7 separate regions of the Mus musculus genome follow, and all the other regions are linked to region 1. Evidence: chromatin contacts called from public HiChIP or PLAC-seq and promoter capture Hi-C data. All regions are on one chromosome and are shown on one strand. The core of a region is the stretch at or near the end of the contact, and the rest is flanking DNA. Distances in the headings are between cores, read along the strand shown. Region 1 holds the start of Pef1 (penta-EF hand domain containing 1). Region 2 holds the start of Zbtb8b (zinc finger and BTB domain containing 8b). Region 3 holds the start of Bsdc1 (BSD domain containing 1). Region 4 holds the start of Marcksl1 (MARCKS-like 1). Region 5 holds the start of Hdac1 (histone deacetylase 1). Region 6 holds the start of Pum1 (pumilio RNA-binding family member 1). Region 7 holds the start of Fam167b (family with sequence similarity 167, member B).

The links. Promoter capture Hi-C pulls out the DNA fragments that hold promoters and counts their contacts. HiChIP or PLAC-seq counts read pairs in DNA pulled down with a chosen protein or histone mark. Capture Hi-C pulls out chosen DNA fragments and counts their contacts.
Region 2: an H3K27ac HiChIP or PLAC-seq map of double positive thymocytes shows a contact between it and region 1, with 3 times the contacts expected there. The contact joins the promoter of Zbtb8b here to the promoter of Pef1 in region 1. A contact is called at or near these places in 3 of 39 promoter capture datasets (liver and pre-B cells) and 1 of 115 datasets of contacts at active chromatin or transcription factors (double positive thymocytes).
Region 3: a promoter capture Hi-C map of pre-B cells shows a contact between it and region 1, with 4 times the contacts expected there. The contact joins the promoter of Bsdc1 here to the promoter of Pef1 in region 1. A contact is called at or near these places in 3 of 39 promoter capture datasets (liver and pre-B cells), 3 of 484 Hi-C or Micro-C datasets (CD4 T cells, liver and natural killer cells), 1 of 115 datasets of contacts at active chromatin or transcription factors (thymic regulatory T cells) and 2 of 9 other capture datasets (adipose tissue and liver).
Region 4: a contact with region 1 is called in an HNF4G HiChIP or PLAC-seq map of pancreatic cancer cells. The contact joins the promoter of Marcksl1 here to the promoter of Pef1 in region 1. A contact is called at or near these places in 3 of 39 promoter capture datasets (liver, neutrophils and pre-B cells), 5 of 115 datasets of contacts at active chromatin or transcription factors (bone marrow-derived dendritic cells, embryonic stem cells, large pre-B cells and 2 more) and 2 of 9 other capture datasets (adipose tissue and liver).
Region 5: a promoter capture Hi-C map of liver shows a contact between it and region 1, with 2.2 times the contacts expected there. The contact joins the promoter of Hdac1 here to the promoter of Pef1 in region 1. A contact is called at or near these places in 1 of 39 promoter capture datasets (the C10 cell line), 1 of 15 datasets of contacts at CTCF or cohesin (large pre-B cells), 4 of 115 datasets of contacts at active chromatin or transcription factors (bone marrow-derived macrophages, large pre-B cells, memory CD8 T cells and 1 more) and 1 of 9 other capture datasets (liver).
Region 6: a promoter capture Hi-C map of erythroid cells shows a contact between it and region 1, with 5 times the contacts expected there. The contact joins the promoter of Pum1 here to the promoter of Pef1 in region 1. A contact is called at or near these places in 2 of 39 promoter capture datasets (erythroid cells and hematopoietic stem and progenitor cells), 2 of 484 Hi-C or Micro-C datasets (CD4 T cells and embryonic stem cells), 6 of 115 datasets of contacts at active chromatin or transcription factors (the 230-238 cell line, differentiating embryonic stem cells, embryonic stem cells and 3 more) and 1 of 9 other capture datasets (adipose tissue).
Region 7: a promoter capture Hi-C map of hippocampal neurons shows a contact between it and region 1, with 2.1 times the contacts expected there. The contact joins the promoter of Fam167b here to the promoter of Pef1 in region 1. A contact is called at or near these places in 3 of 39 promoter capture datasets (hippocampal neurons, liver and pre-B cells) and 5 of 115 datasets of contacts at active chromatin or transcription factors (bone marrow-derived macrophages, embryonic stem cells, epiblast stem cells and 2 more).

What each region holds. Positions count from the first base shown.
Region 1 is chr4:130,106,033-130,109,484 of GRCm38.p6, forward strand. Pef1 (penta-EF hand domain containing 1) reads left to right here and starts at 1,524. Exons shown (of 5, transcript NM_026441.4): 1 at 1,524-1,618. The coding sequence starts at 1,595. It overlaps Gm40258 (a long non-coding RNA gene), which reads right to left and starts at 2,086. Exons shown (of 2, transcript XR_868200.3): 1 at 1,569-2,086.
Region 2 is chr4:129,438,879-129,442,330 of GRCm38.p6, forward strand. Zbtb8b (zinc finger and BTB domain containing 8b) reads right to left here and starts at 1,940. Exons shown (of 4, transcript NM_153541.3): 1 at 1,896-1,940.
Region 3 is chr4:129,459,932-129,463,383 of GRCm38.p6, forward strand. Bsdc1 (BSD domain containing 1) reads left to right here and starts at 1,748. Exons shown (of 11, transcript NM_133889.2): 1 at 1,748-1,774; 2 at 2,011-2,071. The coding sequence starts at 1,764.
Region 4 is chr4:129,511,728-129,515,179 of GRCm38.p6, forward strand. It overlaps Marcksl1 (MARCKS-like 1), which reads left to right and starts at 1,854. Exons shown (of 2, transcript NM_010807.4): 1 at 1,854-2,189; 2 at 2,990-3,452. The coding sequence starts at 2,103.
Region 5 is chr4:129,541,065-129,544,516 of GRCm38.p6, forward strand. It overlaps Hdac1 (histone deacetylase 1), which reads right to left and starts at 1,582. Exons shown (of 14, transcript NM_008228.2): 1 at 1,517-1,582. The coding sequence starts at 1,565.
Region 6 is chr4:130,661,656-130,665,107 of GRCm38.p6, forward strand. It overlaps Pum1 (pumilio RNA-binding family member 1), which reads left to right and starts at 1,666. Exons shown (of 22, transcript NM_030722.3): 1 at 1,666-1,812.
Region 7 is chr4:129,577,025-129,580,476 of GRCm38.p6, forward strand. It overlaps Fam167b (family with sequence similarity 167, member B), which reads right to left and starts at 1,556. Exons shown (of 2, transcript NM_182783.2): 1 at 1,094-1,556; 2 at 1-271. The coding sequence starts at 1,351. The coding sequence ends at 41.

The DNA.
Region 1 (3,452 bases), core at 274-2,773:
ACATACATATATATATTTTATTTTCTGAGACAGGAAGGATGAGTTTTGTGGAAATGATCAGAGAATTCTTACGCTGGGCTAGACTGCGACACAGTGGCAGTACTGGAGGGACTGAGAGGAGTGGCTAATGAGCTGGGAGCCATGGGGGGAGGTGTTAAAGAGAGGGTGGGACAGGAGGAGTAGATGTGAGAGGCCATTGGTCTTTATGAATGAGTGTTGTAACCCTGAGTGTGAGAGGCTGTGACTAGTTCATTTTTAAGTTAGCATTTTCCTAAGTTGTATTCCAGAAAACTGTGACTCAGAGAGGTTAAATGACTTCTTCAAGATCACACAGCTAGAAACTGTTTAAAAAAGAAAACGAACAACAGGATCTGCTCACTAACGCCAGTGCTGAGGGGGAAGCTGAGCAAAGAAATAAGCCAGCGGGGCGCTGGTGGGTAAGGCTGGGCCAGATCACGAAGGAACTGGATCACCAGACTTGTCTTCCTCTGCAGGTAAGGATGAGGACCGTGCTTTGCAGACTGTCCTATGGCCAGTACCACGATCAGCAGTGGGACTGTGGAAAGTGCCTGGCTAGATTGAAAGCTCAGGACTTTTTATTTAAAAAGTATAGTGTTGGCACTGTAGATACTGGGGATACAATTATAAGCAAATCAAACACAATTCTTGTCCACATGAGAGTTTTTGTTGTTGCTGCTGCTGCTGTTGTTGTTTGAGACAGAGCCTCATTATGCAGCCATGGCTAGACTGGAACTGTCTATGTATGTATGCTTGCTTCTGCCTGCTGAGACTAAAGGCATGTGCCACCAGGCCCGGCCACGTGGGAATGTAACTAATCAAATAAACATGCAACCAAGTTTAGAACCTAAACCCCAAGAGCCAAGTACAGGAAAGTTGGTAACTTAGGAACTGTGATTTGACCTACAGAGGGAATAAAACCTCCTTGTTGAGACCTAGTCATCTACTGACACTAGTTCTAGGCCGTACTTTGCTGAGGAACTCACTGTGAGTTTAGGTAACTAAGTCATTGCCTTTCTGAGCCTCAGTTTCCCCATACATAAAGATAGGAGCACCGTGACATCTTAATTTTCCTTCTCTTCTGGCGGTCTGACCTTTCTCCACTGTCCACGGGTCTGTTTAGTACCCACGTTCTAAATGGCACCTGCATTCCAGGAAAGGCTTAAGTTCTCAGTAGCCATGGCAACCGCCTGGGCGTTAGAAGTAAAGTGATCACGACAGTGACGTAACTAATATGCGTCAGGTTATAATATGGCCTTGCCAGGTTATAATATGGCCACCACAGAAACAACTGACCAAGTCTCCCCATTAGATAACTACAGCTGGCCAGGCCCGAGGTCCGCTGCAGGTCACGAAAAATAAAAACAAACGAGCCACTACGGTCAACAACACTTCCGGACACTCCTACCCAGCCCTCTGTAAGGTACCAGCTCACCGCCTGTGACTTCCGTTTGTTGACCGGAAGATTGACAGCCTGTCCGTCCAATCACAATCGGACCCGCCCCAAAATCCAACCAGGAGCGGCATTGGGAGCAGGAAACTCCGCCTACCACAGTTGTGTGACGTCATAACCGCCATGGCCAGCTATCCAAACGGACAGGTGAGTTGTAGTGGCCCCTGCGTCAATATTTGGGCTTGTCTATAGATCCGGTACCACTCTCCATCCTCGGCTCTTTCTCCCCACTTGATCCGCAGCCTTTTCACGCAGAGGTTTACTTCAACAAGACTCTGTGTGAGCGAGAAACAGGAGGGCCAGTCCGTCGCGCTCGTTTTACGTCACATAGGACCACTCGAGGGGTTGTTTATATTGCGCAAAACTGGCTTTGGGGGTTTTGCTGTGAATTGATCCGGGCTGAACCGGACCAGGGTGCTTAACTCAGGTCTCCGTGGGGCGGAGTCCTCTGTGCTCTCGAGGCGTTTAGAGCTCTTTTTCCCTTGGAGTCTTTCTGGGCGTAACTTGATAAAAACAAGTTGCCCGACTCTCTCAGCACCGTCCTGCGACCGAATAATCTCGGGACAATCAGTGGTAGGAGGTACCAGAAGTGAGATTACACCCCTCACGGTTGTCCAGCGTCCTTTCACACGTAGGAAAAGTGAAACCCAGAGAAGATATGGAGTTTATCTAAGTTACCAAGTAGTTAGGCAGCAGAGCCAAGGTCAGAACTTGGGTTGTCTGCAACTGCTTCTTCCTTCCTTTCTAGCCTGCCTTGAACCAGCCGGGAACATCATTTCAGTGTGATTTATTTTGTGGCCAGAATTAGGTGACATAGAGGTGCCAAATGCAGTTTTGAGTTAAAAGTGGAGCCAGATCTTTGCCGCATTAGTTTTAAGTCTTTTTTTTTTTTTTTTTTTTTTCCTGATCCAGTTTCCTCTCATAAAATGGACCAAGTAGTAAGAGTCCACCCCTCACAGAGTTATTAGGAAGAACGATGTGATTCCTGTAGGCATATGCTATGCTATACGGTAAAGTGTAACATCACTTTGTAGGAGTTTTCAAAGCAGGCCCCTCACTTCGAAATAATTTGGACAAAATAATCGTCCTGATCACAGAGTAGTTTAAGAGATTAGTCTCATGTATGGAAAGTGGAATGCAAAGTCAAATGGGTTATTACCAAGCTTTGATTGGCCATAGTCACAGACTAAAAGATATTTAAAGGCCTATGTGGTTTATATAGCATTTCTTACATTTACTTTGTGTGTGTGTTGGGGGTGGGGAGAGGGCGGCTACACATGTGCACATGCACAGGAATTATTTTTTTCTCTATCATGTGGGTCTTGGGGATCAACCTTCTTGGGCCTTTCAGCAAGCCCCTTTACCCACTGAGTCATCTTGCTGGCTCCCACACAGCAGTTGGGCCCCCATTGTGCCCATATGAAGACCCTGTAAGCATGCAGGGCTTATTATTTTGACTTATAGCTGAGGAGCAAACCCAGAGAGGCTTAGAGGTCTCACATAGCTGGTGAGGGTGAGGCCAGGGTTAGAGCTTTGAATTCCACTTATTGCATACTTGGCAGAAGTGAGTAGAGGCCAGTGTGGGCTCCAAGTAGGAAGAACTACCACAGCCTGGCTTCCCAGACTCCGCCCCACTTGCTGGGTTTTGTGAGATGTTAATGGGTGCTCTTGATAGAGGATCCTGTGGTTAAGCAAGCTTGGGAACTGCTCTGTTAATACAGCGTGGTAATGCTCACTGCAAATCTCCCAGAAAGTCATAGAATGCGTCATAGTCCTAAAAACTTTCTTAACCAGGGACCACCCTACCCCATCTGTTTTGAATTACGTCTGCTCATTGTTTTGTGACAAGCTGGTGTTCCACGGGAGCTCAGGTTGGGAAAGCATTCCCATAGTACATATTTTTAGTGGCTGGTTTGTATCAGAATTACCTGAGAGCTTGTTTAAAGGACAGATTTGGGCCCCATCTAAGACCTGCTCTAAG
Region 2 (3,452 bases), core at 690-3,189, 670 kb before region 1:
AGCTGTCTGTAACTCCAGTTCCAGAGGAGCTAGTGCCCTTTTCTAGCTTCTGTAGGCAACAGAAACACATGTGGTACACAGACATATACCCAGGCAAAATAGCCATATAAAAGATATTTTAAAATTTTTAAAAGACTCAATCATGTAGAACTACCTATAGTTAACTGAAATGTCACCAAGATATATTGAAAAAAGAAAGAAAGCCACAAGATCCAAAACAAATTATAGTGTGTGTGTCTGTGTGTGTATGTTTATTCATTATATGGTGAATTTTTTTTCTGAACAATTATTCAAGAAAGATATAACAGCAGAAGTATTAGGGATAAGAAATATGTTAAAGGACTCGAGTTTTACTTCTAATTGTCCTAGCCAGGTGTCGGGAACACACCTGTAGTCCCAGCCATGGAAGGATGAGGCAGGAGCATCATGAACCCAAACTTGGTAAATAATCAGTCCATAGTTAATCTAATCAGCAAAGCTGGTCTCGGGCATGCTGGTCCCTGGGCTGTGCTGAAAACCCCTACTTCTCGTTGGAAAACAGCTTAGCACTGGCCTAACACACATTCATGGCACTCTGAATCTACACACGATTCCAATTCAACTCAACAGTCACTAAATACTGGAGCAGTGAGATGGCTCAGCAGGTGAAAGCACTTGCTACCAAGCCTGCTGGGCTGAGTGTGACGCTCAACACTCACATGGTGGAAGGAGAGAACCAACTCCTAAAAGCTGAACTCTGACCTCCGCGAAAATATGTACACACACAATAAATAAATAAATATATAAATAAATACAGAAATGTAATTTTTAAAAATTAAAGCGAAGCTGGGCAGTGGTGGCACTTGTCTTTAATCCAAGCACGGAGAGGCAGAGAAGCAGAGAGGCAGAGGCTAGTCCCATCCACTTGCCGCTGCCTCTCCAGTGCTAGGATTACAGTATTCATCAGCACTGTATGTCCAGCCCCGTCTTTCTGACAACTCTCCTCCATCCAGTTCCACCAACCTGAGAATAAAAACTGCTCTCCAATGACTAGTATGACTAGAATTTCCTGCACATCATTCATTTCGAAGCACTAAGAAAACTACTTGACAAACATTCATTTTAGGATCATACTAACACAGTGCAGAATATTTTCATTTTTCAGAGAGGGAATCTGAGGTTCAAAGATAAAGCTACACGTCCAGGATTTAGAACCCATATTCTACAGACTCCTGAGAGGCAATCCTTAGCCATTGTTTACCGATCTCCCCAAACCCTCTAACAGGTCTAGCAATAGACCGGGAAGTCACTCCCTCCTCTGGCCCAGGAAAAGGGGAAAAGAACTAAGAGTTTTGCAGGGGTAGAATTTTTGACCAATTGCCATCTTCGGTTCTTCTGCTAAAATGCTCTCAAGACACCGGGAACATTCCATCCAGAGTCAGACAACCTAAAGAGGCCACTGGAACCAGGTAATTGGCACAGTCCCTGGTGTCTGGGTGTGAAAACCGAGGCCTTGCCTCTCGCAGGTCTTCCCGCCGGCAAAGTGACCACTGCCCAAGCGGACACTGGCCCAGCCTGGCCAAGCCCTGGCGCCTGGGTATCCTTCAGGATCAGAATGAGCAGAAGCCAGAACTCCCACCTGAACCGTGAGGGGGTGGGTCACCCACAGCCAGGGAGGGTGGGCATATGCCTCGGTGTCCACCCACCCCACGCAAGAAGAGGGAGGGTCTACCACTGAGAGCGACTCTGCGCAGCCGGGGTCCAGGGAGTTACTGGGCCAGGCGGTCCAAAGCTGGCTGAGGACGGCAACCGTCCCTGCTACCTGCACTCTGTCCCCTGAGCCAGCCTCCCGAGGTGCCCCTAACTTTCCCCAAAACCAAAAAAGCCGCGGCGCCGATCGGATGTTGTGTTCTCACCTGGCACCGGGTTCCAGCCACCTCCAGCGAGCTGAGAGTACTGACACGCCCCCTTTCATTCACCTGCGGCCCTCCAGTGAGAAGCGGGGAAGATGACCAATGGTGGGAGATCTTGGGCTGATGAAGGCGGGCCCTTCAGCCAGCAGGTCCGTCAATGGTCCGGGTACCCACCTCTGGAGGATGCGCTCTGAAGACTCCAGCGTTCATGGGGTGATGGGAGTTGTGGTCTTGTTAGTGTCCGAGACTTTGGGAAATAATCCACTATGAAAACCAAGTTCGAGCCAACAAAAGTTTCTTTATTCAAAAAACCGGTATATTAGGAAGTCGGCTGGGTTCTGGATCCAAACCGTGTCAGGGAGAGTCAGAACAACCTTTTAAAGCAAAAACAAAAACATAAAAAACAATAACAAAACAACAACAACAAAACCCACAGATTAGGTAGGGTAGGGGCAGCCAATCGGGTGCATGCATGCTGTATTTCAACCGTTTCTCACACCTGACATCTTAAGTGGGTTACTACCTGTCAAATACCTCAGATGGTTTTCTTGATAACTTGCCCTGGATTGAGGCCAGCCAATCAGAGCCTGTGTAGCGGCTGCTGGGTTTCAGACCGGACTGGGTGCTAACCAGCAAGGCATGGGGTAGGGTAATGTGGACCTAAATTCCTGTGGGGCGCCTGGAGCCTGAACCCATTTCCGGGAGCTCAGCTGTTTCTTAAAATTTAGCCTAGTACAAGATGGAGACTATGTACAAGATGGGGTCTCTGAAGCTAAAGTGGCTCCAAGACTCTCAGCACTCTGTATAAAAGACAAAACTACATGTACCAAGATGCCCAAAGGATAAGAAGGAAAAAAAAAAAAAGCAAAGCCCTATTTGAGGCTGGAGAGGTGGTTGGGTGGTTGAGAGCATGTTCTACTCTTGCATAGGGCCTGAGTTCAGGCTCCATCCACATCAAGCTGCCCACGACCACCTGCAACTTGAGCTCCAAGGAGTCTGAGGACCTCTGATGACCACATACACACAGGAGGGCGTTCGAGCACGTGCAGGAACACACACTGTTTGTTTTGTGGTGTCACACATTATTTATTTACTTTTTAAATTATTATTGCATATATGTGAGTGCACTGTCACTGTCTTCAGACACACCAGAAAAGGGCATCGGATCCCATTACAGATGGTTGTGAGCCATCATGGGGTTGCTGGGAATTGAACTCAGGACCTCTGGAAAAGCAGTCAGTGCCCGTAACCACTGAGTCATCTCTCCAGCTGTTTGTTTTTAAGCTATGAAGTGGCAATAGGCAGGATCATGAAGAAATTCGACTTCTTTCTCTCCTAGGTTTGGTCAAAATGTCAATGAATCTACATTTGCCTTTACCAATTTCTGATTTCTTCTGGAATCCGTGTGTGTGACTGATAAAGCCGACCAGAGAGGGCTTCAGATCCCCTGGAACTGGAGTTATAGACAATTGGGTGGTACCACGTGGGCACCGGAAATGAAAGCCGGGTCCTCTGTAGGAACAGCGAGTGCTCTTTACCGCCGAACCATCATCATTCCAG
Region 3 (3,452 bases), core at 498-2,997, 650 kb before region 1:
AACCAGGTAGGAACAGAAAGGAGAACCCTGGGAGGAGGCACGGCCATCTGACTGGCATGGTTTTATGTGTGCGATTATAAATTAACAGTTCAGGGCTTGGATGTAATTTACTGATAGCATGTTTGCCTAGCACCTGCAATATCTTGGATTAAATTGTCTAGTTAAAAAAAAAAAAATACATGCCGGGCAGTGGTGGCGCATGCCTTTAACCCCAGCACTTGGGAGGTAGAGGCAGGCAGTAGTTCCAAGTGACCTTTAATGTGGGGAATGAAATTGCAAAGGTAGATTCTGTTGGGGATTAAAGAACTCAACTTGTTTCTTAGCCCATCTTGTTCAGTAGCACAAATCATTTATCACAGCATTTTTTAGCTTTAAACCTTGTGCATTCGTTGCAGGCAAAGCATGGACCTTAGAAGGGAGAAAGACCACTGGAAATTACTCATTCCATTTTTTCTCCCTTAACAGCCTTATGGTGGTCTACTTTATTTTTTTATTTATTTATTTATTTATTTATTTATTTTTATTACATATTTTCCTCAATTACATTTCCAACGCTATCCCAAAAGTCCCCCATACCCTCCCCCCCACTTCCTTACCCACTCATTCCCATTTTTTTTTTGGCCCTGGCATTCCCCTGTACTGGGGCATATACAGTTTGCGTGTCCAATGGGCCTCTCTTTCCAGTGATGGCAGACTAGGCCATCTTTTGATACATATGCAGCTAGAGTCAAGAGCTCCGGGGTACTGGTTAGTTCATAATGTTGTTCCACCTATAGGGTTGCAGATCCCTTTAGCTCCTTGGGTACTTTCTCTAGCTCCTCCATTGGGAGCCCTGTGATCCATCCAATAGTTGTTAGTTTTTTAGACAGGAGAAATACCAGCAACAATCTTTTTGAAAGTTAGATGGGAGGCCTTGGGGAACACTGGGAGAATTAGTATATAGCTTGTTCCTCAGGCAGGTAAGAGGCTATGGGATCAGGTAGCAGTGATGACCTTGATTACAGTGTAGCCTTCGAGGAGGGGAGTCAACCTCCTGCTGGAGGTGAAGGAGGGGTTTGTGTAGATTGAGGAAGTAGTAGGTAGGGCCACAGGATCTATGTAAATCCCCCTTCCACCACACAATAGACCTCAATTCCCCCCTATCAGTGGGATTTTTCCAGAACACTTTCAGCTAGCGTTTTCTTAAATCGGGCTTAAGAAATAATGTGAATATGTATCTGCCTCTCCAAATGATCCTGGGTGTCATCCCGAGGAGAGCTCTGGATTCTCCCCATAGCCTTACTCTGGCTCTGAGGTCCGCAATCGGAGCTTGCTGAATTAGCCTGCAGCAGAACACCAAGGAGCTGCTACGCGGCTGGCTTCACAAAGGGGGGCGGAACTTAACTCCAGGTTCTAAGAACACAACGTCCCAACCCGGCCTCTCCTTTCCTCGCCTCGCCTTCTAATTGGCGGTCTAACGAGCCTGCCGAAATTGGCCCGGAGAGGCCACTGTAGTCAGGGACTACCGGGAAAGCTAGCGGCTGGTTGGTGGGACCCGAGGACAATCTTACACACCATTGGATCGAGAGTTCAGAGGCGGGACAAATCGCATTTGGGACATGGATTGGACAAAGGCCAGACACATTGATGTAGGGGGGCGGGGACTGGGCGGAGAGTTGTCCTTGTGTTAAGATTGGGGCACGCTCATGGGGGCGGAGCCTGAGGGGGCGGTGCCGTGTCGGAAGTCAAAGGTCGGTAAATAGTGGTGATGTCATGCTGGCAAGATGGCGGAAGGGTGAGCTTGGCGTTCCGCTTTCTGGCGTTGGGGGCTTGGGCTTTTCGAGGGATGGGGTACTGGGCCAGGGGTCCCTGTTGGGGACAGGCTGCCGGTGCGGGTGCGGACTGAGCTGGAAGGGCAGAGCGGAGGCGTGGTGCGAGGGCATGGGGAAGCGGCCGGAAAAGCCTCATCTCCGGCCGGAGGCTGGGCTGGAGTCGCCCGGCAGGGCCGTCAGATGTGTCTGTCTTCCACAGGGAGGACGTGGGGTGGTGGCGGAGCTGGCTGCAGCAGAGCTACCAGGCAGTCAAAGAGAAGGTAAGCCGGGCCAGCACCCTTCCCTCGGCAGGGCACCGCGGCCGTCTCCTTGCAACCAACCCCAGCTAGCCCCTGCTTGGGTTTTTTTGAGCTTCTGTGAGGCCATTTACGAGAAAAGGGTAGAACACCACCACTAACAACATCTTACTCTTAAACAGCAATATTTATTAGAATATGTGACAGTCACTACTCACAGACAGGTTGGGAGGATATAGACCTTAGCCAGACAGATAGTCTTGGGCCTCACAAAGCTCAGTCTGGTGTGGAGGCAGTCAAGCAAAATAGTTGCTTAGTTACTGTTGTGAATACCGGGAAAGGGCAGTCCCTAATTGTCCAGACTAGGGAGTCATGAGCATGCCAAGGAAGGTGTAGCCAAGAATCCGGGTAGAGATGAGGATTGCCATATGCGCTGGTACCTGATGGTGCCTATGTGACTGGTTTACAAAGGGATGAGGGGGGGCCAGAGAGTGGAGACCTGGGGAAGTGGCTGTGATTGTGACTAATGCTTGTCCTTGTCCTAGGCAATGCCAGTTGGTGTTCCTGTTTTATCCCACATTCCTTTATTTACAGGCAGCCCAACTAAGTCGTGGGGTAACTAATTACTGTTTACCTCAAGCAAGTGAAGGGAGTCGTGCTTCAGGGCAGACTCCGAGAGGCTTCTGATCTCAAGTCAGCCCAGTACTTTAGGAACGGTTTTTGTTTGTTTGGTTTTTGGTTTTTTGGTTTTTGTTTTTATTTTCTCCTTGCTCCGGGTTCTCCTGGGAAGCCTCCGCTCAAGCTACAGCTCAGCACATCTGAGAATTCCCTGTGCTGGAAGTTTTATTGATGATGGAGAGGCAGGACTTTACGCTAAGGATTAATATGAGACCTCAAGCATGCAAAGAAAGTGTGCTATCCGGCAGGTGTCCTGTCCTGTGAGGACTCCCCGTGTGTTTCGAGGCTTTCAGGAAGAGACTTAATCTCTCCCTTTAGTTCCTTACATTTCTGGGAACTTGGACAAGTTATTTTGTTGTTATTGGTGGTGGTCGTGGTTTGTTTTATTTTGAGACAGGGTCTCATGGTGTATGTCGCCCTTGGCTGCCCTGGGACCATTATGTAGACCAGGCTGGCCTCAGCCTCACAGAGATCCGCCTCCTTCTGCTTCCTGAGTGTTGAGATTAAAGGCGTGTAGCTTATGACTTGGGCAAGTTTGTTTATCTGGTTTCTTCTTCTTCTTCTTCTTCTTCTTCTTCTTACCTTCCTCACTGTGAAATGGCAGTACCTCTCTAATGCGATGTCACGAGGATCACATGATAATATGCAGAACACTCAGACAATATGTGGTCTCTCTGGGTGCTACATAGGCATTCGCTCTTTATTAAGTGACTCAGTAAAACTCAGT
Region 4 (3,452 bases), core at 604-3,103, 590 kb before region 1:
CTCTTAGGGGCTCTAGAGCCTCGGGGTCTTTAGCCCTGGTGTTCTTCCCTCCTGGAATCTTCCCAGAGACTTGTCTCTGTCCCCACCAGGCAGTGCCTGGAGAACAGGAGCCTTGAGATCTCCTCCTAACCTCTGACCTCAACCCCCCTCCCCAAGGACTCACACACACACTCCATCTGAGTCCTGCTAGCTAGTACAGGCAGCGCCTGGCAGCACTGTGGGTCTCTTATTGTGGCTGAGACAGAGAGCAGGTCAGAACAACCATCCCTTAGTGGTAACAGGTAGAGAGAGCTGCTGTTCTGTGAGTGACCTGCAGTGGGAACACTGTGACCTTCCCTGTCCCCAAATAATTCTCTTCTTGCTTCTCACCCTCATCTGACAGCCCCATTTCTCAATAGGAAATTCCTAAGGGTTTTTTTTTTTTTTTCACCCTATGCTGCTACCGGTAGCTGCTGTTTTCTTGGGACACGTCACTTTCCTCTTCTGAGCTGGGGGTGAAATGAGAAGACAGTCCTGTAGCATCAGAGTCAGGGTGGGAATGGGCACAGGAGTAAACACAGAATGTGGACACCACCTCATCCCGCTATGGTCACATCTGTGTGCAGTTCCCTGATTTCTCAGGCCCTGGGGTTGTTTGCACCTTACAGCTTCTGGTCTCCCAGGAGGCCTCTCCTAGGACAGAGGGACATATTGGTTGAGCTGTTCAGGACATCAGCCTTTCTTTCACAACCTTCGGCTTCCTCTAGCCTGAAGCCTTTCCTATTGGGGGACAAGAGGAAGTAGCTGTACACATCGGAAAACATATATAGGCTCAGCCAAGGACTCTGGGATTCTAACTGGCCTACCTGGTCCAAAGAAGGAAACAGAGAAGGACCAGGTCTTCAAACAGGGTAGGTTTGGGGGTTTATCCCTAATAGTGTGCCACAGTTGTGGAAGAAATCCAAACGATTCCTGTCACATTCAGGAAGGGGTATTTGGAGTCTGTTGAGCCTCCCTGGCTTTATGGTACCTACCTATATGTGGAAGTCTCAGTGTATGGTCACAGACTCGAGGGGAGGGAAGCCAGGCCTAAGTCAGGTATACTTAAACATCTCTGCGCCCCAGGCTCTTTGCTTACAAAGGGGGATGAAGATGCAATGCCTTCTGGTCAAAGACACACACACACAAACACACACACACACACACACACACACACACACACACACACACACGCACACACACACACACGGCAGTGGGGAGACAGAGAGAGACAGAGACAGAGACCTGGTGATGGATTTAGGTTGTGAGGAGTAAGAGCTGCCACCAACAGACTGAGAAAACCGACTTGTTGGATCTCCATTTTGACCTGAGTTAGGTCAGCCCCCCAGGGTGGCCGCACAGCACATAGACTGACAGGGACGTGGGTGGGACTTGAATTCTGGCCTGAGGGGGCGCCGAACTCAGGGTATGTGTGTGTGTGTGGGTGTGTGTTTGTGTCCGGGCGCGTGAGTTTTGGACAAATTTCTAGAGTGTAACTCAGCACCAGCCGTCTGACGAGTCTGGACATGTGAGCCCTTCCAAGAGTTCAAGGAGCCAGTGTAGAACCAGGGACTGGGGGCCTCTCCACTGTGAAGTATGAGTTAGGCTGAAAGTGGGCTGGGGATGACTGAGTGCTTCTTCATCGACGGCCTCCTCCCAGTCCATCTCCCGGACCGACCGGGAACCTCTCTCATTTCCACACTGAACCCTACTTGCCCCTGGTCGTCCCAAGTGATGGGGGAACCAGACAGCTTGGCACTGCCCACTGCACGAGAGGAACCCGGGCCCGACCCCGCCTCCACCCCGGATTGGGTGCTCATTTAAATGTCCGGCCCCGCCCCGAGCCTCGGGCGCGTACATATAGGCGGCTCGGCGGGCGGCGGGCGGCATTCTGGCGCGGAGCGCAGCAGCAGTGGGCGCAGCTAGCGGGTCGGCTGCGGAGCGGGGGTGCAGTGCGCTTTGCCCCCCGTACCCCTCCCCCTCGGACGCAGCCCCACCCCTCTGCCCGCCGGGCCGTCCCAGCCGAACTATCCCCTGCGGCGCCAGCGCGGGGCGGCTCCGGGCGCCCCCAGCAGACCCCCATCATGGGCAGCCAGAGCTCTAAGGCTCCCCGGGGCGACGTGACCGCCGAGGAGGCAGCGGGCGCTTCCCCCGCGAAGGCCAACGGACAGGTGAGTGCGCTCGGAGCGGCGGATCCCGGCCCCCAGCCCGCCGGCCTCGCCCCCTCTGGGGCCCAGGGCCGGGGCCGCGCGCTTTGTCCGGCCCGGGACACGCGGCGCCCCCTCCCCCGCCCGGTCCCTTTGTTCTCGGCGCCGCAGCCCCCGCGGGCGAACGAGGGGAGGGGCGGGAGGGGGCGCCGGCCGGGCTCGTCGCCTTCTTTGTTCGCGCCCGGCCCGCGGGCGCTGCCCCCAGGCCGCCCCGAAGGCCGCGCGGGAACAAAGGCGCTGCTAGGCCGCACCAAGGGGGCGTCTAGGGCCGTGGGGATGGTACTCGGCGCCCAGGGCGCCCCATCTGGAGCCCCGATCCCGGCAGCCCGCGGTGGCTTTTGAAGCGGTGGGGAGCAGAGATGCGGGGAGACTCTGGGGTGGGTGGGGGCTGATCACACAAAGCGCAAGCCTGGGAAAATAGGCCGTCCAGGTGCGGGGAGGCAGCGCCCCAGGGCTGCTTCCCGCCCAGTAGTGCTGGGCAAGGCTGGCCCGCCGGCGAAGGATCCAGGCCCGGTGAGGTTCCGCGCGGAAAATAGAGAGCGCGCCCCGCGGGAGGGGGGTGGGGGCCCGAACCCCAGCGCCTCCTGCTGGCTGCGCTCGTCCCTGCGCGCCTGTGAGGGGTGAGGGTGATGTTGGATGGGAGTGAGGCCAAAGCCAGACTTGGTTGCCTTTGGATGTCGGCGGTGGCCTGCGAGGGGCCAGAAGCGGGCTGGGGGAGGGGAAGAAGGGCCCGGGCCCTCACTGCTGTCCCCTCTGCCCCGCAGGAGAATGGCCACGTGAGAAGCAATGGAGACTTAACCCCCAAGGGTGAAGGGGAGTCACCACCCGTGAACGGAACAGATGAGGCAGCTGGGGCTACTGGTGATGCCATCGAGCCAGCGCCCCCTAGCCAGGAAGCTGAGGCCAAGGGGGAGGTCGCCCCCAAGGAGACCCCCAAGAAGAAGAAGAAATTCTCTTTCAAGAAGCCTTTCAAATTGAGTGGCCTGTCCTTCAAGAGAAATCGGAAGGAGGGTGGGGGTGATTCCTCAGCCTCCTCGCCAACAGAGGAAGAGCAGGAGCAGGGCGAGATGAGCGCCTGCAGCGACGAGGGCACTGCCCAAGAAGGGAAGGCCGCTGCCACCCCTGAGAGCCAAGAGCCCCAGGCCAAGGGGGCAGAGGCTAGTGCTGCCTCCAAGGAAGGAGACACAGAAGAGGAGGCAGGGCCCCAGGCTGCAGAGCCATCCACTC
Region 5 (3,452 bases), core at 332-2,831, 560 kb before region 1:
GATCTCTCTGAGTTCAGAGGCCAGCCTAGTTGGTCTACAAAGCAACTTCCAGGACAGCTAGGGCTGTTAGAGACAGACCCTGCCTTAAAAACAAAACAGAACAGAAACAAGAAGACACCAGGCTTGGTGGCTCCGTCACCCCACAGCACTGGGAAAGACTGAAACAGGAATGTGGCTAACAGTTGAAAGACAGCATAGTGAAAGAGCAATCAGGACCACTGAACCTTCTTAGTCCACTTCTTCAGAATTAAAACAGGCCAGGGTTGTGGCACATGCCTTTAATCCTAGCACTCGGGAGGGGGGTAGGATAAATCTCTTCCAGTAGGAAGCAAACCTGGTCTACAAAGTGAGTTCCAGGCTAGCCAGGGTTACACAGAGGCCATTTCCAAAAAAAAAAAAAAAGTATCAACATAGCTCTTCACCCTCTACAACTGGAGTTATAACACCCTTTTCTAATCCAGCTAAAATTACTATCTGAATTATTTTATACCGACAATTACCAAAAAATATCTGTCTTCTAAATTTCAGATCTAAACAGCCAACCGCCTACTGGCTGGCTGGCTAGATGTCCCCTGAACAACTCAACTGCTATTCCCAAAACACAAATGCTGGACCAAGTGGTGTAAGCCTGGAGTCAAGAGTAAGAAGAAGGGGCTTAATCCAAGACCAGCTGAGTTACACTGTGAGACCCTTTCTCAGATAAAGGTGCTGTCCCCTCCCCCTGCTGTTGGCTCCACTTGCCAGGGCCTGGCTTGTAACTCCAGTTCTTGGGTCCTAAGCACTGACACACAACCTGCTCCTCTCAGGTTGGGCTGAGGCTCCTGCTGTGTTCTCCTCCACCCCACATTCCCTTGTCCCAGCGCTAACACCGAAAGATACCTGTGACATTGTCTAGCTCCCCCTTCAGACGGGAACTCAACACAGGAAATGTGCCTCGATGAGCCCTCCAGCCCCAACAGAAACACAACCCAGGACAGAGTAAGATGCTCGCGCTGGCTCAATGAAAAGTCGTTTTAACAAGTTTCATGCACCTCTCTTCTTGCATCCCCGGGGAGCCCCATTTCCCAACTAGCAACTGCAGGCCCTACTCATAGACTTGGGGGATGGAGTGGGGGAGGGGATGAGTGGCCAGTCCTGCAGAACTCACCAAAAGAAAGAAAGAAAAAGAGAGAGAGTGAATGGGGACAGTGAAAAACCTTTGTATTCTCAGCAGGGGAAGATATCCAGGCAAACCGTCTCCATCATATTCCGATCCCCGCCGCCACTTAGGCTTCCCTCCAGGAATCCCACTCCAACTTCAGGTCGGATTCCCCGAGAATCTCCGCCACCGGGATTACCGCAGACTACCCCTTCCACGACCCCCACCTCATCTCCGGCCTCAGCCTCGACTTCCTCTCTCCAACCTCCTCCTTCAGCCTCGACTTTCCCTCAGCCTCCCCGGGGCTTCAGCCTCCTCCCAGCCTCCTCCCCCAGCCTTTCCCCAACGCCCGGCCCGCGCCGCCCACCCGCAGCTCACCGTCGTAGTAGTAACAGACTTTCCTCTTGGTGCCCTGAGTCTGCGCCATCTTGCTCGCCGCCCGGCCCTCCCGTCAGTCTGTCCGCCCGCCCGCCCGCGGCTCCTTACGGCGTCCGACCAGGGGGAGGGGCCGGCCTCGAAGCCCCGCCCACCCCCGGGATCACCTATAGCCGCACAGCCCGGGCCTCACTCTAACCAATCGGCATGCGCGGGGTCGGGCCCGGAACTCGGCGGGGGGCAAGGGCAGCTTAGAGAAGCCACCGCGGGCCCCCTGGGCCTGTACCAAAGTCCGGCGCGGAGGGGTGGGGGAGACCGGGGGCCGTACCATCGAGTCCCGGGAGAGGGAGTCGGCTCCGTAAACTCTGCAGCCCGCTTCACAGTTGGGAGCGTGTGCAAAGATCAGAGGCCAACTTTCTCGTTTTACCGAGAATACGCCGAGGCTTCCCGGGGAAAGATGCTTGCGCAAGGTCACGCAGCTAAAAGACTAGGTTTGGTCTGGATTAGAACTGGAGAGAGAAATGAATGGCAAGGAACAGAAAGAAAATATCCAGAGGCCTACTGTAGTGGGGCAAGACCTTTATGTGCTCATAAGTTCTGACGGACTTTTCTTTTTTAATGTCAAAGCTCGTTTTCAGTTGGGCGTGGTTGCTATGTCTTTGATCCCAGCACTCAGGAGGCAGAGTCAGGAAGATCTCTGTAATCTGAGGCCAACTTGCTCTCCGTAGTGAAAGCATGTCTCAAAAAATAACAAAACAATTTTACAGGTAAAGCTGAAGAGCTTATTCAGTGTTACAAATTAAATTCCGTCTCCAATTGTACATATTTTTTTTAAAAAAAGACAAAATCCAATATGCCCGAGCACTGTGACAAAGTAACAGAACTTGGTGTTTAGTTTTTAATTTACTGGAGGGAGTGTTGGAGGGAGTGTTCCTATGTAATGGCTCTGGGTGGGGGCGGGGCGATCCATCCAGAAAATTTGGGTCAGGCATGGTGGCAGCAACCATCTCACCTACCCAGAACTTAATTTTTCTAAACTGAAAGCCTAAGTTGTTGTTTGGGGGGGACGTGGGGGTGGGGGGGCGGGGTTGTTTCTTCGTTTGTTTTTGCTTTTTTGTTTGTTTGTTTGTTTTTCAAGATAGGGTTTCTCTGTATAGCCCTGGCTGTCCTGGAACTCACTTTGTAGACCAGGCTGGGCTCGAACTCAGACATCTGCCTGCCTCTGCCTCCGGAGTGCTGTGATTAAAGGCATGCCCCACCACACCTGCCTTTTTTTTTTTTAAAGATTTATTTATTTATTTATTTATTTATTAAGTACACTGTAGCTGCCTTCAGACACACACCAGACCAGAAGGGCGTCAGATCTCCTTATTTCAACTGAGTCTTCGACTCAGAAATCTGCCTGCCTCTATCCCCAGAGTGGGTGGCATATGTCTTTAATCCCAACACTTGAGAGGCAGAGGCAGGCTGATTTCTAAATTTGAGGCCAGCCTGGTCTACACAGTGAGTTCCAGGACAGACGTGGCTATACAGAGAAACCGTGTCTGGGGGGTGGGGGGGGAACCAACAACAACAACAAAAAAAAAGACCTTCACCACTCCCCCACCCTCAAGCCATGCCAGCAAAATTTCTTAACCTTGAATTACTTACACTCTTTGTTGTAGGGGCTGTCTTCGGGCCTTTTAGATGTTAATTGACTGCTTGGCCTTCTTCTATACCAGTAGCAACACCCCACACACGCCCTTACTGTGACACCCAAAATTGTCCTTACACATTGACAAATGTCTGGGAGTGTCTAAATGGCAGAAAACCACCATCTCCCATGCTCCTACAAAACCTGAATCCGTCAATCTTCAAGTAGCCATTATTGATCCACCAAAAGGCTCTGTGCTGAGTTTTTTGTTTTTTGGGGTTTGTTTGTTTGTTTGTTTGTTTCCTA
Region 6 (3,452 bases), core at 416-2,915, 560 kb after region 1:
TACAGAGCAAGTTCTAGGACAGCCAGGTCTTTACTGAGAAACCCTGTCCTGAGAAACCAAAAAAACCAAACTGAATCAACCAACCAGACAAACAAAAAAAAAAAAAAAAAAAAAAAGAAAGTAAAGAATTAACTATGGCTCTCAGGACGAAAGCATGGAGCCCAGAGTTGTCTGGTAAGAAGCTAAAAGGTGTAATTTTCTCATATCTGTCATCTTTCTTCCTCCTGTGTGCTTGCATACTATGGCTATTCAGTACTGTCCAGGGCCTTGGCCTGATGGAGCTAAATGCATTATCTACTTGATTTCACAAAGCATTGTTAGCAGTGTGGGAAATGAAGGTTCAGTTAAGGAATTTCAGGTCTGGTTACAAGCTGGCTTTCTGAATAGAGTATGTTCTTGAGTTTGAATATCGAGACCTGGTGGGGGGGGATGTAGCTCAGTTGTTTGGTAGGGTGTTGCCTGGCATATGTGAAGTCCTACATTTGGTATGTCTGTAGTAACAGAAGGAAGGTATGGAAGTAGGCTCAGGGGGTCAAGGTAATCCTTAGCTACACAGTGAGTTTGAGGGCAGCCTGGCTCTATGACACCCTATCTCAAAAACAGAAATAAAAAAAAAAGCGAGGTGGTGGTGGCATAGGCTGTTAATCCCAATACTCAGGAGGCAGAGGTGGGGATATCTCTGTGAGTTCTGAGGCCAGCCTGGTTTACAATGGGAGTTCCAGAACAGCCAGGGCTACACAGAGAAACTCTGTCTTGAAAAATCAAAAAGAATTTAAAAAGCCTAAAAAACCTAAAAAAAAAAAAAAAAAAAAAAAAAAAAATTGAACGGTTCTTGAAGGCAGAGACAGGTGGATTTCAGTAGGTTAGAGAGCAGCCCAGCCAGAGCTACAACAAAAGACCCTGTCACAATAAAAACCAAACCAGGGCTGGAGAGAGGGCTCATTGGTTAAGAGCACTGACTGCTCTTCCAGAGGTACTGAGTTCAATTCCCAGCAACCACATGGTGGCTTACAACCATCTGTAATGGGATCTGACACCCTCTTCTGGTATGTCTGAAGGTAGGACAGTGTAATCACATACAAATGCATCTTTAAACCAACCAACCAATCAACTGAAATGGAGTGCTTGCAAACACCTCTGGCTTCTAGTTCTCAGCTTAATTTGCTTAGTTTCCATCTTGATATTTCTAATGACCTTTGAACAAGGGTCCTGCCATTGTCATTGCGCTCCAGATCCTGCAAATTAGGTTGAGGTCCTGCCCTCCATCAGCATGGTCGTTCTGTTGCTCTTTTCTTTTGTATGTTACACTGGGGAAACGAGGCAGGAAAAGATGCAAAAAGGCCAGGAGCCAGAGGGCTAGAAGGGGTTCGAACCCAGACACTGGCCAGGCTGTGCCAAGGTTCAGGCACAGCCCCAGGTTGGCGTCCCCTCCCCCCCACGGCAGCCCGGGCACTCCGTGCGCGCTCCCGTGCCTCCCACCCCGCTCCCTCCGCGGCGGCGGCGCGCGCTCGCCCCAGCGGGCGGGCACAGCGGTTGTGTGGCCTGCGAGTTTCCCCGAGTTCACACAGGCCCTGCCGTTGGCATGGCAACCGGGCAACCTGTTCCAGAGCCGCCCGCCCGCCCGCCCGCTCCGCACACGCCGCTGCCACCGCCGGAGCTGGGGCCGGCGCCGGCGCCGCTCCCATGATGCACCGCGTCAGCCCAGTCCCCAGTGGGCCGCCATGTTGTCGGAGTGAAAGGTAAGGGGGAGCGAGAGCGCCGGCGAGCGAAGATCGGGGGGCCGGAATCCATCTTCATCCTACCGCTCCGCCCGTGAGTATCCGCGCCCCGGTGGCCCCAAACCGTGCTCCGAACCCCCAGCGAGCCGATGCGCCTCTCGTATTGGCGTTTGGCAGCGGTTGGCGGGGCGAGAAAGGGCTTAGAGACGCCGCCGGGCCTGGCGGAGGCACCGCGCTCGCTCCGCTCGTACGTGTTTGGGAGGCGGCAGCGAGGCCCTATTGTTATCCGCGAGGAGGGGGTGGGGAGCGGGCCGCGGCCGGGGCCCGGCTCGCCCGCGGCTGCCGGCGGCTCCGTGCCTCCGTTCGGCCCTGCCGGGAGTCCCTAGAGGTTGGTGTTGCCGTTCGGCTCGGCTTCTTTTTTTTTTTTTTTCCTTCCTCCCCTGCATTTATTTATTTATTTTTTGGATGGATCTGAGCAGCCCCAGGTCCTCTCTTGTGGCCGCGGAGTGGAGATTCTGTGGTCCCGCGGGCTCCTTGGACTTGGCTGGAGCTTCCGTGGCAGCGCCGAGGGAGGAACAATACAAGGCTTTAGAAAGCGGGCGGTGGGCCACGGTCCTCGGGCGAGCCCCCCATGGTGGTGGGGGAGTGGGCGATCTTGCAAGCCTTGAAATATGGAGAGGTGACCATCAGGAAGTTTCGGATCGCTTTTTAAGCGCCTGGGTTCCTTGTGGCCTTTTGTTTCTGTGAGAGCTTGTGTGTGTTTTCCTCCCCCTTGAGGAGGGGGTGTTCTTCCTCTCTGATCCTCCCTGTGTTGGTGTGCTTCCCTCTCCAAGGGGCTTTCAGCAGGTAGTAGGACAAACATGTAGATAGCTACACAGTGCTACAGTTTCGGTCCTCACGAACGCGGTGGGTAAACATGGGTCATTTGTTTGACTCGTCAGTACCACTCCCACGTTAAGGGAGGAACACTCCAGTAACTTTTCTCCAGTGAAGCTCACCCCTCTTCCCAAGAGCTCCCCTCCCACATCGCGAGGAACTCCCACATAGATGACCAGAGAAGGCTTTATCCCCACCATAACTTTGAAGGATTGTTCGTTTTCATTGTGCAAATTACGATAACGCTTCGTTACACTTGATCATTTTGCTCACCCCATTAATTACTGGGATTATTAAGATGATTTATGAGGGCTTTTGGGCGTTCAGTTTTTAAAGCCAGTTACTTCTGAAGGTAGGATTGTAGCTTGAGCTGTTTGCTTTGGTGTAAAAGTTACTAATGTGGCTCTCCTTTTAAGATAAGCAGCTTCCTTCAGGGTTTTTAGTAAACCATTTTGACCCTTTGCTCATTGTAACTTTGTAAAACACTAGGGGCTGCGGATCTTTATCTGAAGGTTTGGAAATACTGGATTCTGAACTTCTAGTATTTTGTCTTTCCACGCTTGAGTTCATCTTGTCTAAGGCCACAGCTTTTTGAAGTTGGGATTTGTTTAGTTTGAGTCTGTGAACTGCTTTAAGATAAATTTATGTCCACAGAAGGTTTGTTCAGTGTAGTAAAAATAAACACCTATCAGCCCTGAGCATCTTAGTGAATGGAGATAGATTAAACCATGCTGTTTTGTTTAAAGAAAAGTACTATTAGTGATATTAAAAAGAAAAAGTAAAAACAAACTCCACTGTGATCTTGACAGTGTGAAAGCTAGGAAGTACTAGACTAGGCTTGCTACTTCATTGCATTGC
Region 7 (3,452 bases), core at 306-2,805, 530 kb before region 1:
CTTTCTCCCCAGATACTGCAAGAGACACCCAAGTCTGCTGTCAGCAGAGGGTGAAGCGTCTGGCACTGATGTTCATGCGCGTGAGTCCCAGATGCCGCAGCGGTGGGGCCAGAGGCAAGCCAGTCCCAGACTCTAACTCCATCTCCAGCTCAGCCTCATCCAGAAGCTCCTGGTGCAGGTGACAGACTTGGTCCACTTTCAGTCTGTGCAGCCGGGCCCGCAGCCTGAGCAGCTGCCCTGCCAGCTGCCGGTCCTGAGCCCGCATCTCCTGCTGTGACCAAAAGGGGGCGTAAATTTGCTAGATTAGCCTCCGGGCTCACCAGCCCAGCCGCCGGTCCATTTCTGGGAATACTCTTTGCATAGTCCAGCTCGCAATCCCCTTCTCACCTAACTTCATCCGCCTCGGTCTCGCAGATCTTTTTCCGGATGGGTGATTCTCAAGCCAAGCCAAGGAACCGTTAGTATGCAAATATAGACGTCTGGTACGCCATCACAAATTAACTGTGATGACCCGTTGAGCTGAACTGGACATCCTTATGTTTGCACATGGTGGGCTGACAGCTAATATTCAACTCTGCCCTCCTCAGATTATAACTGACAGCAGGGTCGGTTTCTGCTTTTTACTTGACTGTCTCTTCTCTTTAGGGCAGTGGTTCTCAGCCTTCCTAATGCTGGGACCCGTTAATACAGCTCATTTCCTCATGCTGTGATGACTCCCAAGCATAAAATTATTTTCATTGCTACTTTGTAACCGTAATCTTGCCACTGCTACGACTTTTAAATAATTTTAAATATAAATATCTGATATACTGGATATCTGATATGCAACCTGTCTAAAAGTGCTTTTGGATGCCCAAAGGGGTCGAGACCCACAGATTGAGAACCTGTGCTCTACGGTCTACTTCTCCAGATTTGGCTCTGCAAATAAGATAGCGAGCAACTGAATTCCTGGTTCCGTTGTCCTAGGGCACAGCACTGAGGAACTACTGTGGACATTGGTTTGTTCTCATCTCCTTCCAACCTCACAGATTTGGGCCTTTAGAGGGACTGGCTCAAAGACCCCATGCAAGTCCATCTAACCCACCAGACTCACCAGCTCCCGTCTGAGCCACTCAAGCGCAGAATCCATGGAGTCAAAGCCACAGATGGCCCCGGGTCCGACTGGCTCAGGTCTAGCTTGGGCTCTGTACCAAGCCCGGCTCTGGACTCTGGCAGTCCACTCGAGGTATGAGGGCCGTCGGGTCTGCAGTTGAAGCTTGGCAGTCAGGGCCTTCAGAGAATCTAAGCTCTCTTCCTCATCCTCCTCACCCTTCTCTCCCACTGCCTGGAATTTCAGCGGCCCTAGGGACATGGTAGGTCTGTGGTGACCAACGGGACAGTAAGGGAAAGGCTGGCTATTTGGCCGTGTGAGAAGTGAAAGAAGATGAGGTTGAAAAGAATGTGCCAAGAGTGTGTGCTGAATTGAGAAGGTGGGTGAGGGACGCTAAGTGTGCCAGGCTGAGTGAGCAGATGGGTATGTGAGGCTAAGTGTGCAAGAGATGGAATTTTCCTGGTTTGCTAACTAGGGGCCACGTGATGCCCATCCGGGTGGGGGCAGGAGGAGCCCTTCAGATGAATTTTATTGTCTTTGCCCAGATTCAGGTTCCTGGTTCCCAGAAAGGAAGTTGCAGCAGGATAAGAAAAGCATCGTCCACAGCCGGCTTGGCCCTCCTCCCAAGACCCAAGTCAGAGGAGTCAAGGGGAAGAGACAGCTGACTGGCTGGTGCTCTTTCCTCTTTACAGAGCTAGCCCTTCTGCAAGGCAATAGGGTCCAGCTGCCTAGCCTGGGAGTCAGGAGCCCTGGGCCCTGGTGCTACTTTGAGGGGACTTTAGGTAGCTCAGTCACTTCTTGAGCCTCTGTTGTGACAGGTCGGTGACACCAAGTCTTACTCCAACGGCCCTTAGGTTCTGTTGGCAATCACTGAAAAAGCTCTGACTGAAGGAGTTCATCTCATCTCTAATGATGGCCGGCCTAGAACAATGTGCAGGCTTACTATGTAGACCTATGTAGACCAGGATAAGCTTCAACAGAAATTTGCCTCTGCCTCTTTCTCTTCCTCTCTCCTCTTTTCTTTTCTGTTTTCTTTTTTTGAGAGAAGGTTTCTCTTTGTAGCTTTGGCTGGCTTGGAACTTGCTCTGTGGGCCAAGCTGGCTTCAAACTCACAGAGATCCGCCTGCCTCTGCTTCCTGAGTGCTGAGATTAAAGGTGTGTGCCACCACCACCCAGATGTTTCTCAGGTGTCTCTAAACCTCTGTATTGCTCTCAGCAACAAGAGCAGGGCTGGGATTCCGCTCAGTAGTAAAACCTTTCCTAGTGTGCTCAAGGGTTAGGGTTTGCACCAGCAATTAGGGAGAGAGTGGAGGGGTAGGGAAAGAGAGAGAGAGAGAGAGAGAGAGGGAGAGAGAGAGAGAGGAAGAAGGAGAAGAGCGGGGGGGGGGGATAGGGGACTTTCAGGATAGCATTTGAAATGTAAATGAAGAAAATATCTAATAAAAAATTGAAAGCCAGGCGTGGTGGCACACGCCTTTAGTCCCAGCACTAAAGGAGGCTGAGGCAGGTGGATTTCTGAGTTCAAGGCCAGCCTGGTCTACAAAGTGAGTTCCAGGACAGCCAGGGCTATGCAGAGAAATCCTGTCTTAAAAAAAAAAAAAGAAAAGAAAGAAGGAGAAGAGGAGGAAGAGGAGAAGGGGGAGGAGGGAGAGGAGGGAGAGGGGGAGGGGGAGGGGGAGGAGGAGAGAAGGAGAAGAGAAATAGAGCCAGCAGAGGAGCAGTGGCAGCCCAAGTGGAGTTTGCATTCTCTCCAGTGCTCCTTGACTCACAGGGGAGACAAAAAGCAACCAACCCAAAACCTAACGGGACCCAAGTGTGGTGACACAGCTGAAGTTTCTTCCAGGCAAACTTAAAGTCAGCCTGGAATACAGGAGACCATGACTCAAAAACAAAACAAACCAAGGAAGAGGAGGAGGGGGAGAAAGAGGAAAGGGAAGAAGAGAAGGAAGGGGAGGAAGCAGAGGAGGAGACAAAAACAGAAACGTACACATCTAAATATGTAGTTTGGTAAATTCTCCTGAATAGCCAATGAAACAGCACTAAGGTCAAATAGTGCTTCTCCATAAGGGGGTGCGGCCTGGATTGCCTCCTCTGCGGGATAGCAGTCTTTTGTTTCCAAGTGTGTGTGTGTGTGTGTATGTGTGTGTGTGTGTGTGTGTGTGTGTGTGTGTGTGTGTGTGTGTGTGTGTGTGTGCACGCGCGCTTGAGATCACAATTCTTTTCTCTTTTTAGGCAGAGTCTCACCCTGAGCTGACCCGGAACTTATCCTGTAGCACAAACTGGCTTCAACTTCACCCACCCCGCCTAGCACCACTTTCTACTTCCTGTCTTCCTCCCACCTACGGCAATGCAGGGGCAAACC